2 separate regions of the Mus musculus genome follow, and region 2 is linked to region 1. A link is a contact called in public Hi-C data. All regions are on one chromosome and are shown on one strand. The core of a region is the stretch at or near the end of the contact, and the rest is flanking DNA. Distances in the headings are between cores, read along the strand shown.

The links. Hi-C and Micro-C count contacts between places; a contact is called where the count stands out from the background.
Region 2: a contact with region 1 is called in a Hi-C map of bone marrow-derived macrophages, with 1.5 times the contacts expected there. The contact joins two enhancer-like sites. A contact is called at or near these places in 6 of 484 Hi-C or Micro-C datasets (bone marrow-derived macrophages, epidermal suprabasal cells, nephron progenitors and 2 more), 2 of 115 datasets of contacts at active chromatin or transcription factors (embryonic stem cells and neural progenitor cells) and 1 of 9 other capture datasets (liver).

The regions. Positions count from the first base shown.
Region 1 is chr13:111,892,768-111,899,951 of GRCm38.p6, forward strand. No RefSeq gene overlaps it. Among named protein-coding and RNA genes, the nearest start is that of Gm15326, 28 kb to the left of the region's middle. Within about 2 kb of position 3,769, at least 63 of the 459 cell types and tissues checked have an H3K27ac peak or open chromatin away from gene starts, as enhancers often do. A contact at or near this core is called in bone marrow-derived macrophages, where this site is marked.
Region 2 is chr13:111,964,995-111,972,178 of GRCm38.p6, forward strand. No RefSeq gene overlaps it. Among named protein-coding and RNA genes, the nearest start is that of Gm15322, 26 kb to the right of the region's middle. Within about 2 kb of position 3,852, at least 22 of the 459 cell types and tissues checked have an H3K27ac peak or open chromatin away from gene starts, as enhancers often do. A contact at or near this core is called in bone marrow-derived macrophages, where this site is marked.

The DNA of each region.
Region 1 (7,184 bases), core at 2,519-5,018:
GTGTGGGTCTTTTCCCCCTGGTGACCAGGCAGCACTTCTTGGCAGAACTCCTGGACTCTACGGTCATCATCTCTTCTTCTCTGGGGCCTTCACGCTTCAGAGGAGTCCTCGGAACCGAAAGCTCTTTTGAGATATAGATAAACCACCTTCCTCCTCTCCCTCCCTCCCCCTCTTTTCTTCTTCTTCTTCTTCTTCTTCTTCTTCTTCTTCTTCTTCTTCTTCTTCTTCTTCTTCTTCTTCTTCTTCTTCTTCTTCTTCTTCTTCTTCTTCTCCTCCTCCTCCTCCTCCTCCTCCTCCTCCTCCTCCTCCTTCTCCTCCTCCTCCCTCTCCTCCTCCCCTCCTCCCCTCCTCCTCCCTCTCCTCCCTCTCCTCCTCCCCCTCCTCCTCTTCCTCCCCCTCCCCCTCCCCTCAGCTTCTTAGCAACACAAATGCTTAGAAAGCCTCAAACAAGGTTGACACTGTGAAAGGCCAGAGGAAGCATCTGGGTTTCCTTGAGCCTTCCTTCCCTCTCTGCTGGGCAGCTGTGAAGGGCGGGGAAGCCAGCCACTGATTGATCACACCAACCTGCGTTGGATTCACTTAGTCTCCGCACCACGTTAGGTTCTCTTGTGGTTGGTTCTGCTCGCTAGAGCTTGTGCTCTACCTGTTTCGTGTTTAGATTGTTCTAAATGACCAGGCACTCTGATGGTAACAAAGGGCGCCTGTGGGAATAGAAGGTTTCTGATGCGTTTGAGGGCACAGCGCAGATTCACCCAGAAGTATACAAACCGAGCAATCTCCTGTTCACAGAAGGCCGATTGCTGATATAAGTGGTTGTTTAGAAAAGCAGAGGCGTCTCAGGTTTCGTAGTAATTCAGATCACTCATAAATCTTCCCCATTATCTTCGCTTTAGCCTTTTTTTTTCTTTTAAATCTAATTGGCTGCACTTAAAGTGTCTGAACTTGAGAAAAAATGGAGAAGTGCATTAAATGGGTTGCATTAAATACAAATGGCTCGATGCTGCATTAAAAAGCCATATATTCTTCTACCTAGTGGGCTAGGCTTAGACTGTCACCATTGAAGGCAATTATGTATTCCTTTTATACACGTGGTTTCAAAAAAAATTAAGATTTCCATGAGGGGAAACAGATCAGAAGACTGTGTTAGGGTGATCCTAATTTTCCAAAATAATTATGTATGTATATAATCGATATATATATATAAACAGATCGATAGATATATAAACAAAAGATTGAGGATTTTAATAAAACAGAGCAGATTAACAGTGCTCATTCAGTTTTAAATTGTGCATGAATTTAATTTTCTTTGTATTTATTTTTTGGGGGGCTGACTGTTTATATATTTTATGAAGTTTTTGTTTAATATAAGAAAAATACCATAGAGGAAAGCCAATTAAATTATAATCTAACTTTACAATCAAATGCCAACCTGAAGAAAATAATTATTTTCCCCCTGCCTGCAAACACTTGGGTTCCCGAATGTTTAGGAAGGAGGCTCAGGGAGAGCTGTAGCAGGTCAGCTACAGACTCTCCAAAGCATAGACATTTTTCTTTCTAAAAATGCATTCCTGATGAGCTCTTCTGTGAGGGAGACGATTTCTCTCACTCACTCCTTAGTTGCCTGGTTATCGCATACTAAACAGTCAGCAAGGAAGACCTGTATGTTGTACTAACCCGGCAGGCTGCAGTTAAATACTTAGGAATATGGCTATGCAAAGCACATATGCATATGTAACAATAGTTAAAGAAACAGAGGTTATGTGTTTGAAAGAGAGCAAAGGAAGGGGTTGGAAGGAGGAAAGGGAAGAGGAAAATACAATAATCTCAAAACCACCGAGAGAATGATAGTAACCAGTCTCGGTAGAGCTAGCCACATGTTTTTAAACTCTTTCGAAGAAGCGGTTCACTCCTGGAGAAGCCACCTGTTTGCTTGAAGCGAGTCTTCTAGGGTTGCTGACTGGACAGAGTGCCTCTGGACCACATTTGTGTAGCACCCTCATCTGTTTCATGAGGTGCTCCTGCCTACAGTGCTCCTGTCAGTCAGCACCCCAACTTCCTCTGATGGACCAAAGAGCCACTCTGGAAGGCCCGCCCAACTGGCACAATCTATAACTATCCCATGACGAGGCTCTGGTCTCCTTCCAACCAACCTTTGTGCTCCTGTGCTTGGAACCCAAGGGACCCAGCGGTGCATGGTAGGTGAGCACCTAGCTGATCGCTGAGCTCCGCCTCCGCCTCCGCCTCCGCCTCCGCCTCCGCCTCCGCCTCCGCCTCCTCCTCCGCCTCCAGCCAAAGCAGGCATCCAGACTTGACTGTCATTCCACATCAACCTGTGGTCCGGGCTCCTCTTTTGTATTCAGAGCTTCAACTTTTGCCTTGAGAGACCAGGGACAGTGGGCACATGATGACACTGCACAAAAGTTACCCCCAAAGGCTGGTCCCCAAAAAGAAATGTGCAGTTTGTCTCCAGTCCGGGCATGTCTGCCACACCCAGTGAGGTCTGCCTGTTACATAAAGGAGGTTGGGCTGGCAACCAACAGAGTGAGATTGAGACCAGGACACCTTCAGGGTGAGAGGTTGGTGTTATGCTCTTTGGCTGTCTTCTGAGCCAAGACTCAAAAGAAAAATAAATAAATAAATAAATAAAACCAAACCAAAAAACAAAACAACAACAACAACAACAACAAAAAAAAAAAACCAAAAACCCCAAACCAAACCAAACCAAACCAAACCAACCAACCAAAAAAAAAAAAAAAAAAAACAGCTTGCAAAGCAACTGGAAAAGTGGTAAATAGACTCTCTGTAATGAGACTCTTCATCACAGAGCCTGTGCACCAGGCACAGAAATAACATCTTCGTTCCAAATAGGACTTCCATAGAGATGGCACATGCAACTGCTCCACCCTCACAGTGGACCCTCAGCAAGTGTTTGGTCTTCCTGCTTTCTTGAAGCACTAGGCTGCAAGCCCATACCTTCTCTTAGGGTTGTAGAATGGTTTTCCTATGGTAGAAGTGCGGTTGCTTGTGGAATAGAAATCTGCCTTTGAGAACATTCTCCTGGTGCGGTGAGGGGTGAAGAGTGTGGTGGAATGCTATGATCCTGAATCCCACTGTCTCTGGTTTTATGATCAGCTACATAAATGGTGGTGCATACAGCTACCTGCAAGAAACTTATCTTGATTAAGAGAGATGAACTTGTCTGGGGTTATTTCTGTCTATGGTCAGGGTAGGTCCTTTATTCTTTCCTTCCTTTTCCTCCTTCCCCTCTTCTCCTCCCCGTCATTTTCTCCCCTTCCTTCTCCTCTCTTCCCTCCCTCCCTCCCCTCCCCTCCTCTCCTCTTCCCTTTTTCTTTCTCTGTCTTTCTTCTGGAGACTTTGCAATGATCCACTATAGATAGGATCCAAGCAGTGCAAAGATGAGAGCCTGCCTATCTCCCTCCATTCCATCTGGGCTGGGTAGCAGGGATTAGCATGATGAAGTAGGCACATTCCTTCACGTGTGGCTGTTATCTGGCAGTTGAAAGGCAAAATTCAAAGGACTGCACATTCATGAAAAAGCCGCTTCTCTCAGCCTCTCCTCCAAGGAAGGAAGACTGTTTGGGGAGGCTCCTCAACCCACTGGAGGTGGAGACTTGAGCAGACGCTCCCAGTTTTTAGAGAGCTGCCAGTATATCAGGTTTGTTATTAAAGCTGCCCCTCCCCTTTGTCATTTCCTGTCACACTGATTCCTTAAACTAGAATCTGAGGTTCCTTCCCCCATTCCTCTCCCTTCCTGTTCCTTCTGTAGACTTCTGCATTGTCTTCTGTGCTCTCACAGTCTGGGGGTACAGTTCTTACTTCCTTATAGAAAGATGGAGGTTTGTGGCTTGACAAACATAAGATAATGTGGTAGTTACTTTTTCATGTTGCTGTGACAAATACTTGTCAAAAACGGCTTCAGGGAGGGAGGAAGAGTTTATTATGGCTCAGTTTGAGATCACAGTTCATAGGACAGGGGTGTGAAGCAGCTGGTCACACACACACGTACTCATGCACGCACACACACTGGCGTTTCGATGCATACTCCCTTTTATTCAGTCTGGGATTTGAACCCCTGGAATGTCCAGGTCAGGTTGGTCTCCCCACCTCAGTTATACCTCTCCCAGACATACTGGCTCCTTATCTCTTACTTGATTCCAGATCCCATCAACTCGACAGCCAGGATTGGCCGCTACAGGTGGGGTGCAGAGAGGTAATGAGTGAGGGGATATTGCTTTCCAGTACAAGATGTGCATCAGCACCATCACTGTACAGGCATGGGAGGAGGCCGAGGAGATGGAGTGTAGGATTGCATTGGCAATCGACCTCTAAATCAAGGTACAGGTTAGTGGGTTTAGAAATCAAGGTGTGGACTTCACAGCAGTTTAGCAGCCCAGTAGAGCTTCAGCTCTCTTAATTGCTTCAATAGTCCCAATATGTTCAATACTTCGCACCCCAACCCCCCCACACCACACATACAACACACACACACATACATACAACACCCACACACACATAACACACACATACATACAACACCCCCCCATACCACACATACAACACACACACACATAACACACACACACGCACACATAACACATACATATATACAACACACACACACACACACACACACATAACACACATACACGCACACATAACACACACATATATACAACACACACACACACACACACACACACACACACACACACACACACCCCTGTGGTTAGGACCATGGCTTAGTGCTGTGGCCCAGTGGAGGAGTGTTCACAAAGACCTGGATTTGAATCCCAGCACTACAAAACAAAAACAAAAAAAAACTCAACCAACCATATAAAGACCAACCAATCAACCCCTCCAAAAAAACTAAAAAGTATATCTGTATCCATCTTATAACTGTTAAGAACATAGCCACAATTGTGCACATCATAGAATTATGGTTAAAAGTTGTGAGTGACTAAGACCCAGAGGTCTTATGCAAGATGTTTTTTTAACAGTCTTCAGTAACAGTTGGCTGATGGCTTTCTTGGAATTTTCTAGAGTCATAAAGATTCTGGGAGGTTCTTGTTGCACTAGCAGTCATAATTTCGGGTTGAGATATCAAGTTATTTATTTGTTATTTTTAAGCACCAAGCTTGGGGCAATGCTGGGTTAATATTTGTTTTTTCCTTTATGCTTAGTGGTATGAGGTAGCTACAGGCCTTTGTGCTAATTATAGAAGTGTGGGATGCAGGTGATACCAGGGAAGATGTAAGGAAAGGAGGTGGAGACATGAATGTGTTGTGTTTACATAAAAGGAACTGTACAGGCAAGTCTCTAGTCTATCAACAATAGATCTCACAGGGAGGAAACATGGGGAGAATTGGGAAGACTTCCATATCTTCACTTTCATGGACATACTTTATATTATATACATAATGATGTTATGTCACACATTTTCAAATGATCCTGTGAGGGTGTTGTTATAGTTGTTGATGGTAGTAGTGTGTGTGTGTGTTGGTGTCTTAATGAAAGCAAATGTAGGCAAAAATTACTATATTGTTCTTATTTATTTTACATAGCCCTTTGGGCCATCTGAGAAGCTCCAGTCTCTCTCCGAGACCACCTGCCTTACTTCTTTGTAGCTTTTTGGGTTGTTTATATGGTTATATCCATGAATACACATCTGCTATCTCCTGGGAGCCAGAGCCAGGGAGCTACGGGCTTCAGTGGCATGGCTTAGACAGCTGGTTTGGCTTTTTTGAAACCTCCTCCTTGCAGGTAGAGAAATATCTGGAGAAAGGATTCAGACTTGCATTGATCCCATTTAAAAACCTAAGTATCCATAGCTCAACAAGAGCAACAAGAAACAAGGATGCGCCAAAGAAAGAAACAGCGCTCTACACCTTCCTCTCTAGGCTGAATTCTTTCCACGTGCAGAAACCAGCAAGGACCACTCCTTTAGGCCACATCTTCTCACAGACAGCCTCTGCTGGTTTCAGAGTGGAAACTGACAAGGGCAAAATGGCGCTGGAGAGGCAAGTGGGGAGAACAGGTTTCCTTTGGGCCCACTTCAGACGGCTTAGTGACTTTTAAAAATCTTTCTCCCAGAGAGCTCCAATCTTATGGGGAACTGAAGAGTCCAATGTTTTGTAGAAAAGCCGTTCATCAAGCTATTTCTGAGGTACAAGCTACGTAAGATCGGCCAACTGTCTGGTTTTGCTTAGTTCACAGACTCTTATGTAGTGTGTGGCTTAAAAGGGACAAGAAGATGAAGTGCCAGTGATCTGTCTTCCCAAGGGTCCCCTTCCTTTAAGCTTGACAGGGATCAACTATCTCTGCTCTCTATTCTCGAGAAGAGGAAAGGAACTGCCAAATTTGTTCAATATTTTCTCACTGAATCCCAGCTCTGCCTTGTTCAACCAGGTCGGCTGTTAGCTGTATGAAGAACTCACACAGAACAATTCATCAATAACATTGATGGGGATGAACATCCACGGATGAAGCTGGGAGTCAGGAGGGCTCACAAGAAGCTGCTTCCATGGTCTAAGCTGATAGTTTTGGATAAATTGTCCAGTCTCTTCTATATCCGCACCCTGTACTTCATATCATTGTTGTGTGGAAACTAGTAGAATTTTGTGAAAGTGGTAGGCTCTCAGAACCAAGGAGGATATAAATAAGAGCTGCCTCTGGACACCGGGGAGCTTCTAAACATGGGACTTTACATTGCTGGCTTTGCTGTTAAACCTGTTCGCTACTGAAGGTAGAGAAGTAAAACAGAGTCTAGAGCTCTAGGACATGACACAGGGGCACAGCCCAGGCAATGGGGGGCAAACACATTTGGAAGAGTGAGTAAGGTCATGGGAGAGAGTGGACATGGAAGCAGGCTCACAGACCAGGGTTTCCTTACCTAGCAAGGCCTGGCAGAGCTACGCTAATATGCCAGGAAGAGGGACTTGAAGGCAAACACTTCCATTTGTTCCTTTCCCTCTGCTGCCTCATATCAAACGCACGGTAAGCAACGATGCTTATACAAGACACTGTTTATGTACACAGCTGCTATTCTCATGTCTTCTTTGACAATAAGAAACTTAGTTTTAATTAGACAGCAGCAGGCTCAGTTTTAGTAAGTGCTTATGATTGTCTGACTCAGTTATATAAATCCATCCAGTGACTGATGCAGA
Region 2 (7,184 bases), core at 2,602-5,101, 72 kb after region 1:
TTAGACCCAGTCCTTTAAAAATGTGTGCTTGGACTTGTGAACCACATGAAGGACCAAGGAAGGAGGCTTCTGTTAAGAAGACTTGATGTGAGAGATGGCTCAGTGCTTAAGAGCACTGACTGCTCTTCCAGAGGTCCTGAGTTCAAATCCCAGCAACCACATGGTGGCTCACAACCATCTGTAATGGGATCTGATGCCCTCTTCTGGTGTGTCTGAAGACAGTGATAGTGCACTCACATACATTAAAAAAAAATCTTAAAAAAAAGAAGTCTTGATGTAGCAGGAGAGATGATTTAGTGATAAATAAATGATGATGAAGTGGTGGGTGGGGGATCACGAAGCACAAAGTCCACCTGTTACTGCAAATGACTGCTAGTAAGAGCGTACTTAGTTGGAGAGGTTGAGGGTGGAGTTTGATTCCACCTTAATATCATGAATAACTGACTATTAATCTAAGCCGTGCTGTGGAACACCACATATGTGATCCCTGCCTCTAGTGAGTTTACTGCCTAGCAAGGGAGAAAGCCACCAAGCTCACGGCTATATAAACAGTTCCCTAACAGGAACAATGACTACTGGGAAGGAAAAGTATGACAGGTATGAGACTGTGTAAGGGGGAGATGCTGAAAGGGTCTGCGGCAGAGGGGCAGGAGGTGGTGCAAATGCCACATTCCTCATCTGAAGAGCCTGGCACCAAAAGGGCCTCAGATTTTGGATATGCCTCCAGAAATTTCTAGAGTGTTTACGTATGCATAATGATATCTTGGTCAAAGGGGTCCAAACCTAAGCAAAAAAAAAAAAAAAAAAAAAAAAAAAATTCAGTGTGTGTGTGTGTGTGTGTGTGTGTGTGTGTGTGAATGTGTAATACAGTAGTAGAAGGTAATTTTACATAGTATTTTTAGTGTGTCTGAGCTTTGAGTGCAACCAGTCACCTGAAGTCAAATGTAGAATTACCCATGTGCAGCTCATTGTTAGTACTCTAAAGGCGTCCGATTTGAAGCATTTTGGATTTCGGGTTTCTAATTGGGGATGCTCACCTCTGCTGAGAGACGGCGCATAGAAAAAAAGCAAACATGGAGGCATACAGCAAAGCAGTTTAGGAAGAGAAGACAAGAAAGATGGGTCACAATGTGTCCTGAGAGCGTCTCCTTGGTTGTCAGAAATCTGAACTTGACTTGTTAGGAAAGAAGGAAAGACACAAAGGTCAAGGTAGTCCAAGGGAAGCCTTGTGACTCAGGCCAGAGCAAAGCCACATGAAAAAGAATCACAGGGCTTTTGTTTTTGTCCAGAAAGCCATATCAATCACTGTCACTCTCCGGATGCGATATGGAGAGCCAGGGAGCAGCCAGGCTCACGGTAACCATCCATGTACGTTCTATGTGTGCTTTATGACTCAATGTCTGGTCTGTTTGCTGGTCTCATGTCTCACAAGGCAAGAGGTAACAGTTTAGGACGAGGACAGGGCCAGGCAGCACAGGGAGGGAGGATTCATATCCTGGAGAGCTTGTTGGTTATACCTGGGTGCTCTGCAGTGCAGCCCAGTGAGTGAAGAGCAAAGGAATAAAATACTCAGTGTGGACAGGGTAGCCGACCACCCATCCCAGAAGTCCTAGGGTTATCTCTTTCCTCTTCTCCTCACTGGCATGATCCAGCCAGGTTGAACTTGGTTGGGTTTTGGCACAGCTTCCTCAGCAGTTTAGAAGCGAGGCTTTCTATAACATGAAGGAGGCTTGCCCCAGCAGAGCCAAAGTCACCAGGCCTCCCTGGAGCTCCCTTTTGAACGTCTTTAGTAAGCACACACGTGGCACACAGACCCTTTTAGCCTCTTAGCACAATTCTTACAAATCAAACCCACTGGTGGGCAGAGCAGGAAGATGTCTGGCTGCCATCCAGACAGTAAACAATAGAGGCAATTATTAGACAGTCATTAATCTTGTCAATTACACATTAACCCAGGCAGTGTGTGTTAAGGGGAGTACAATCTTCATATACATATACATACATATATATATATATATATATATATATATATATGTTTGTTTTTATTAACCATGAAAGAGAACATTTTAAAAGGTCTATATATCTATACTCTCCCCAGCTTCTCCATTTGAGGAGACAGTCATACCACTCTGAAAATTCCTTTAGCAAGTATGTTGGTTGCATCTCTCAATGTTTTTGTTTTTTTTGGTTTTTTTTTTTGTTTTTTTTTTTTCTCTGTTGGCTGATAATTCAGTTCTGCTGAGTATTCAGGAAGCTGATTGTGTTGCTTTCGGTAAATCCACTACAGTTCCTTTTTCAATCTGAATACTTTGGTCAAGTGGTCTATATTAATATAAATACTAGCTTCACTAGATGACACAGTAATTGGTAGCACAGAGCAGGGGTTGGAGGCTTTTTCTTTGCGTCTGTCTATAAAGACCTACTTTCTGTTCATCTTTGTCTGAGTAGGTGTTACCAAAAGACATCCTTGCCCATTTGAGAACCCATAGCACCTGGCTTTGAGGTCTAAGGAAATGAAAAACAAACAAACAACATGGCGTGCCATCTAGAAACAGCTGCATTTCACCTTACTGGGGGTGGTGGTGAGGAGGCAGTTTTTCTTCAGAGCCTTTCTCTAAACACCCACACCCGCCTTCAGTACTCTGACCTTCCCAATCCTTTTTAAAAGCAGCTCTAAGAAGTGACCCATGTCAAGCCATTTATTTCTTCAGGGGCAGTAATGAGCCCAGAGAATGTTTGTGCTTGGCCACATTTCCGTTGTAAACCTTATCTTTAGTGATGGAATGAGAAGAATTTCAGGTATTAGATAATAACCCAAAGTTGAAGTTTTTAAGTTCTGTTCACATGGCACCCAGACAAATAACCTTTTTATTGGCAGGAAGGGCAATTCTCAGTGGGCACTCGTCACGATTTGAGTAGTTGCTCTCTGCTCTCTCTCTCCTTTAAGTTGAACTGGCTGTGGGGGACAGGAAATGAGGGTAGGTGGTGACAGGGCAAGTGGAAGAGAAGAACTCCTAAAACGTTACTTTCTAAGACATTTGAGACCTATTTAAGTAGAGTCCTAATGCCTGCCAGGTCAGAAGACCCAGGGATGTGGAAGGACAGAAATATCTGTTGAAAGTGAACATCAACTTCTTCCTTGAGATGCCTAGAGAGGAGAGTCCCCCAGTTTCTAGGGGATGGAGGCATCTTGATTAACTGTCAGATTTGGTTCATGAATGCAGCGATTATAAGGTTTTCATTAGACTCACCTTGATCCTATCTCTAGGTCTAATAAATATTAACTGCATTTATTTTGGAAGTCGGGCTTGGTAGCATGAGAGGGCTGACTCATCACTGAGGTTCCCTGAAGCTCTAAACTCCAGTGCTTTCTGAGATCTGCAACACTAGATTAAGTGGTGTAATTTAATATGTTATTATTCCAACCAAAAGGCTCAGGCTTAGGATGCTGGTGAAAGTAAGAGGCCAGAACACAAGGGAGAGCGGCCACTCTCCATGGCTCGTTTCCTCCCTAAATCAGAGCAATTACAGAGCCAGGGGAAGAAATAGAAGTTACCGGTGGCAAATCGATAGTAACAGTATTGCCAGCACTCGGATCAGGGATATGTGGTCAGAAGGGTGGGAAAGAGCAGAGAGATTCTGGAACTTCAGGCGTGTCAGCGTCTTCTAATGGTAGTAAGTTGATCTTAATGGTAGAGAAGGCACGGGTTGTCCTTTGAATAGATGATTAAAAATATAAGCCACGGGAGAGTTCCTCAAAAAGAAAAAAAAAAAAGAAACTGCAACTCAGCAGCTCTGGGATGATCGAGTGTATATTTTACAGGCAGCTGGTTTCAGAACCTCAGGGAAAAGCTGTTCCCTAAGCACCGTTCTCATAAATCAGTGAAGGACAGTAGAGAGAAATTTAGAAAGGACGATTCTAGAGTTCATCGGGCTCTTTCCGGCAGAACGTTTCTATCTTCAATAACATTGTGGATACTTTCTTCAGGAACCCATTTGGAGGAAGAGTAGCCTTCATCCTAATAGGCTAGTTATCTATAATTCATTGATAATTGACAAAATGCCTTGCATCCCTAACACTTTGCCAGGAGATGCAGACAGCAGGAGGACAAGAGACTCTCACAATCTTAGAAGAATTTGGAGCTTAGCAGAAAATGCACTAATGCATTTGCGGTGGGTAACAGGTGTGGAAATCTTTTAACCTTCTAGCTAAAGCTTGTACCACCAGTCGTTTCAGGAATGCGAGTCACTAGAGACTGAGTGGATTAGTTGGACTACAATGGCTCCAGGTTTGTGTGTCTTTGGGCTTCTTGATAACTGCTATAGTTTGGATCTTAAATGTCCTCCAAAGGTCCATGTTAAAGGCGTGGTTTCCAGGTTGGCATTGCTGGGAGGTAGTATGAGTTTTAAGAGCAGAAGCTTGGTGGGAATGGAGGGAATGGCGAGGCCTCAGCTGGTGTCTGACCCCCTTTCTCTTCCTAGGTATGAAGCTGGCGATTTTTACCCTGCTATGTGCCCTTATCACGATGGGCTCTTTCACCACCGACCCCCAATGATGGCGCCAACTGGACAGGGACTTTTATCTTTATACATTGAGTACCTTGGCCACTTAAATATCTTGTGATATTGATTGATTGATTGATTGATTGATTGATTGTGTGTAGGCAGATGAGTGCCACAGTGCATGTGTGGACGTTGGAGGAAAACCTGAGGGAAGCTGTTTTCTCCTACCATGTGGGTCCTAGGGATCAAATATGGTATTAGGCTTACTAGCAAGTACCTGTCCCCAGTGAGTCATCTCACCAGCCCATCGTGGGTACTTTTGATACTGACGTGAAGTGGCATCACTCTATGCTTGAACATCCCTGTCATTTCTAGTTAGGAAGCTGATGGCTACTTTTTCTTCACTAATAAATATCAATATTAAAGTGGTAAAATGATTCTAGGATAAGAGTTTGAGAATTTCTTCAACTTATTTTTTTAAAGATCTATCTATCTATCTATCTATCTATCTATCTATCTATCTATCTATCTATCATCTATCTATCATCTATCTATCATCTATTTATTTATTTATTGTGTATGTGTATGTGTGTGTTGATGTATATACTGAGTGAGCATGTTTGTGGATCTTCTAGACCTGAAGGTACAGGCAATTGTAAGCTATCTGAGATGGGTGCCGGGAAGTGAACTCTGGCACATCAGCTTTTAACTGTTAAGGTCTCTTTGTAGACCTGTCCTCCAGTATCTAAAATGGACCAGGAAAGGTGAAACACACCTTTTGTGGTGGATCAGTGATGAAAATCTTTCATTTGCTCTGTCTTAAAATCTGCTTTGTGAAAGAGCTTACACCGATTTCCTGGTTTATTTCACTTCACAATCCTCTCTGGATGATGACTGATGCGCTGTAGTGGATCCTCAGGAAGACTCTACCAACAGTGGGAAGATGGAGTTTTAGTGTTTTCTTGCTTTTTTGTTTGTTTGTTTGTTTGTTTTTGCCAAAGCTGATTTAGGAGCTGGATCATGGATAGGTACTTATAGACCCTCTCATTCTACCCGACTTGTGGGCAGGACCTGTTCCAACAGCACAGTGTAAACTCACTGGATTGGAAATGCGTTCATCTTGCTTTGTGCTTATCAGCCTTGGGATGTTCAAATGCATTGGAGATTACCCCTTCCACTCCATGCTAGCCTTGAAAAGTGTCAACAGACCAGCAATTTGTTATTTTTAAAGTAATGACTTCATTGCATTTATTCTTAGAACTCTGAGTTGATTGTACATAATTTTTTTTTGTTAGCCACAGAAACACCACATGATCATATTAGTGAATGTGGGACAACTTAATAAAACTCTCTATTCTTAATGTAAACTCTTCCGGAAAGACTAGAGGGAAATGCTTAGTTTGATAAGCAACATGTCCAAAGATTTATAACAAATGTCATGCTTTGCAGTAAGATGCTAGGTGCCCTGAGTGAGGTTCCTCAGAACCAGATATTGAGAAAGACAGTCTTAAGGGAGTCTTCTCTGGTAAAACTCATCTAAAAGGAAAGTGAGCAGTGTCAGGCACACAAGAGATGAAGGCATGGGTGCAGAAGAGCCCACAGGGCGTTCTAAAATGAAGTGGTCCATGGTTATTCCATCTCATAGCAAAAGGGAAAGCTCTGTTGGTACCCAGCCTAAAATAGTTATCTCACTTCACAACAAGCCTTTTAGGTGCCTTCTATTAGTTGTTGGCTGCAAGTCACCTATCTATGTTTGTGCTGACATACCAGAATACTATTAACAGACTGAATCTATAATGAAAAAAAAAAAAAACATTATCTGACTCCTGGATCTGGAGTTTGAGAAACCCAAGAGCCTAACATTGGCACTCGATGAATATTCCAAGTTGTATCACGCCATGACAAAAGGTAGAAAGGCTAGAGAAGATGGAAACAAGAGAGCAAGAGGGAGGAGAACTTGCTTTGGTACCCACATATGTGCTAAGTAGCCCATTCCTGTGAGCACCCCATCAGTCCATTTGCAAGGGCAGAGCTCTCTTAATCTAACCACTAATCTAGCTAAATGTCTTCGCAAGAAGAGTGAATCTGTAAGCTCCTACAAATGGGACCTCCAAGCCTAGTAAAGGGGTCTGGTATACACCAACACAGCCAGCTAACTTGTTTTTCTATCTTACATATATAATTTATGTAGAGTTAGAGAAACCTTTATTTTTAACTATTTTCTGGTTTCTGTCTGTCTTCCTGCTTTAAGTTTTGATCTAGTGTCATATACCTCTTAGCTTAAAACTTCCTTTAACCTTTTTTGTATGCCGGTAAGTAATTAAACTCTTATCTGAAAAAAGTACTCTTATTTCGAAATATACTTTCACTAGGAAAAAGTTTTTCTCTCTATTTTAAGGTATTGTTCCACTGTCTTTTGTGGTGGTTTGAGTGAGAATGGCTCCATAGGCTCATAAGTTTATGTGCTTAGTCCCCAGCTAGTGAAACTGTTTGGAGAGGATTAGTGGGTGTGGCTTTGTAGGAGGAGGTGGTGTGTCACTGGTGGGGGGGTAGGCTTTGGAGTTTCAAAAGCCCATACTTACCCTAGTTTTCCTGCTCTGCCTGCTGCCTGTGGATTAGGATGTAAATCTTCCAGCTACTGCTCCAGCACCATGCTTGCCCCCTTCTTGCAATGGTGATCA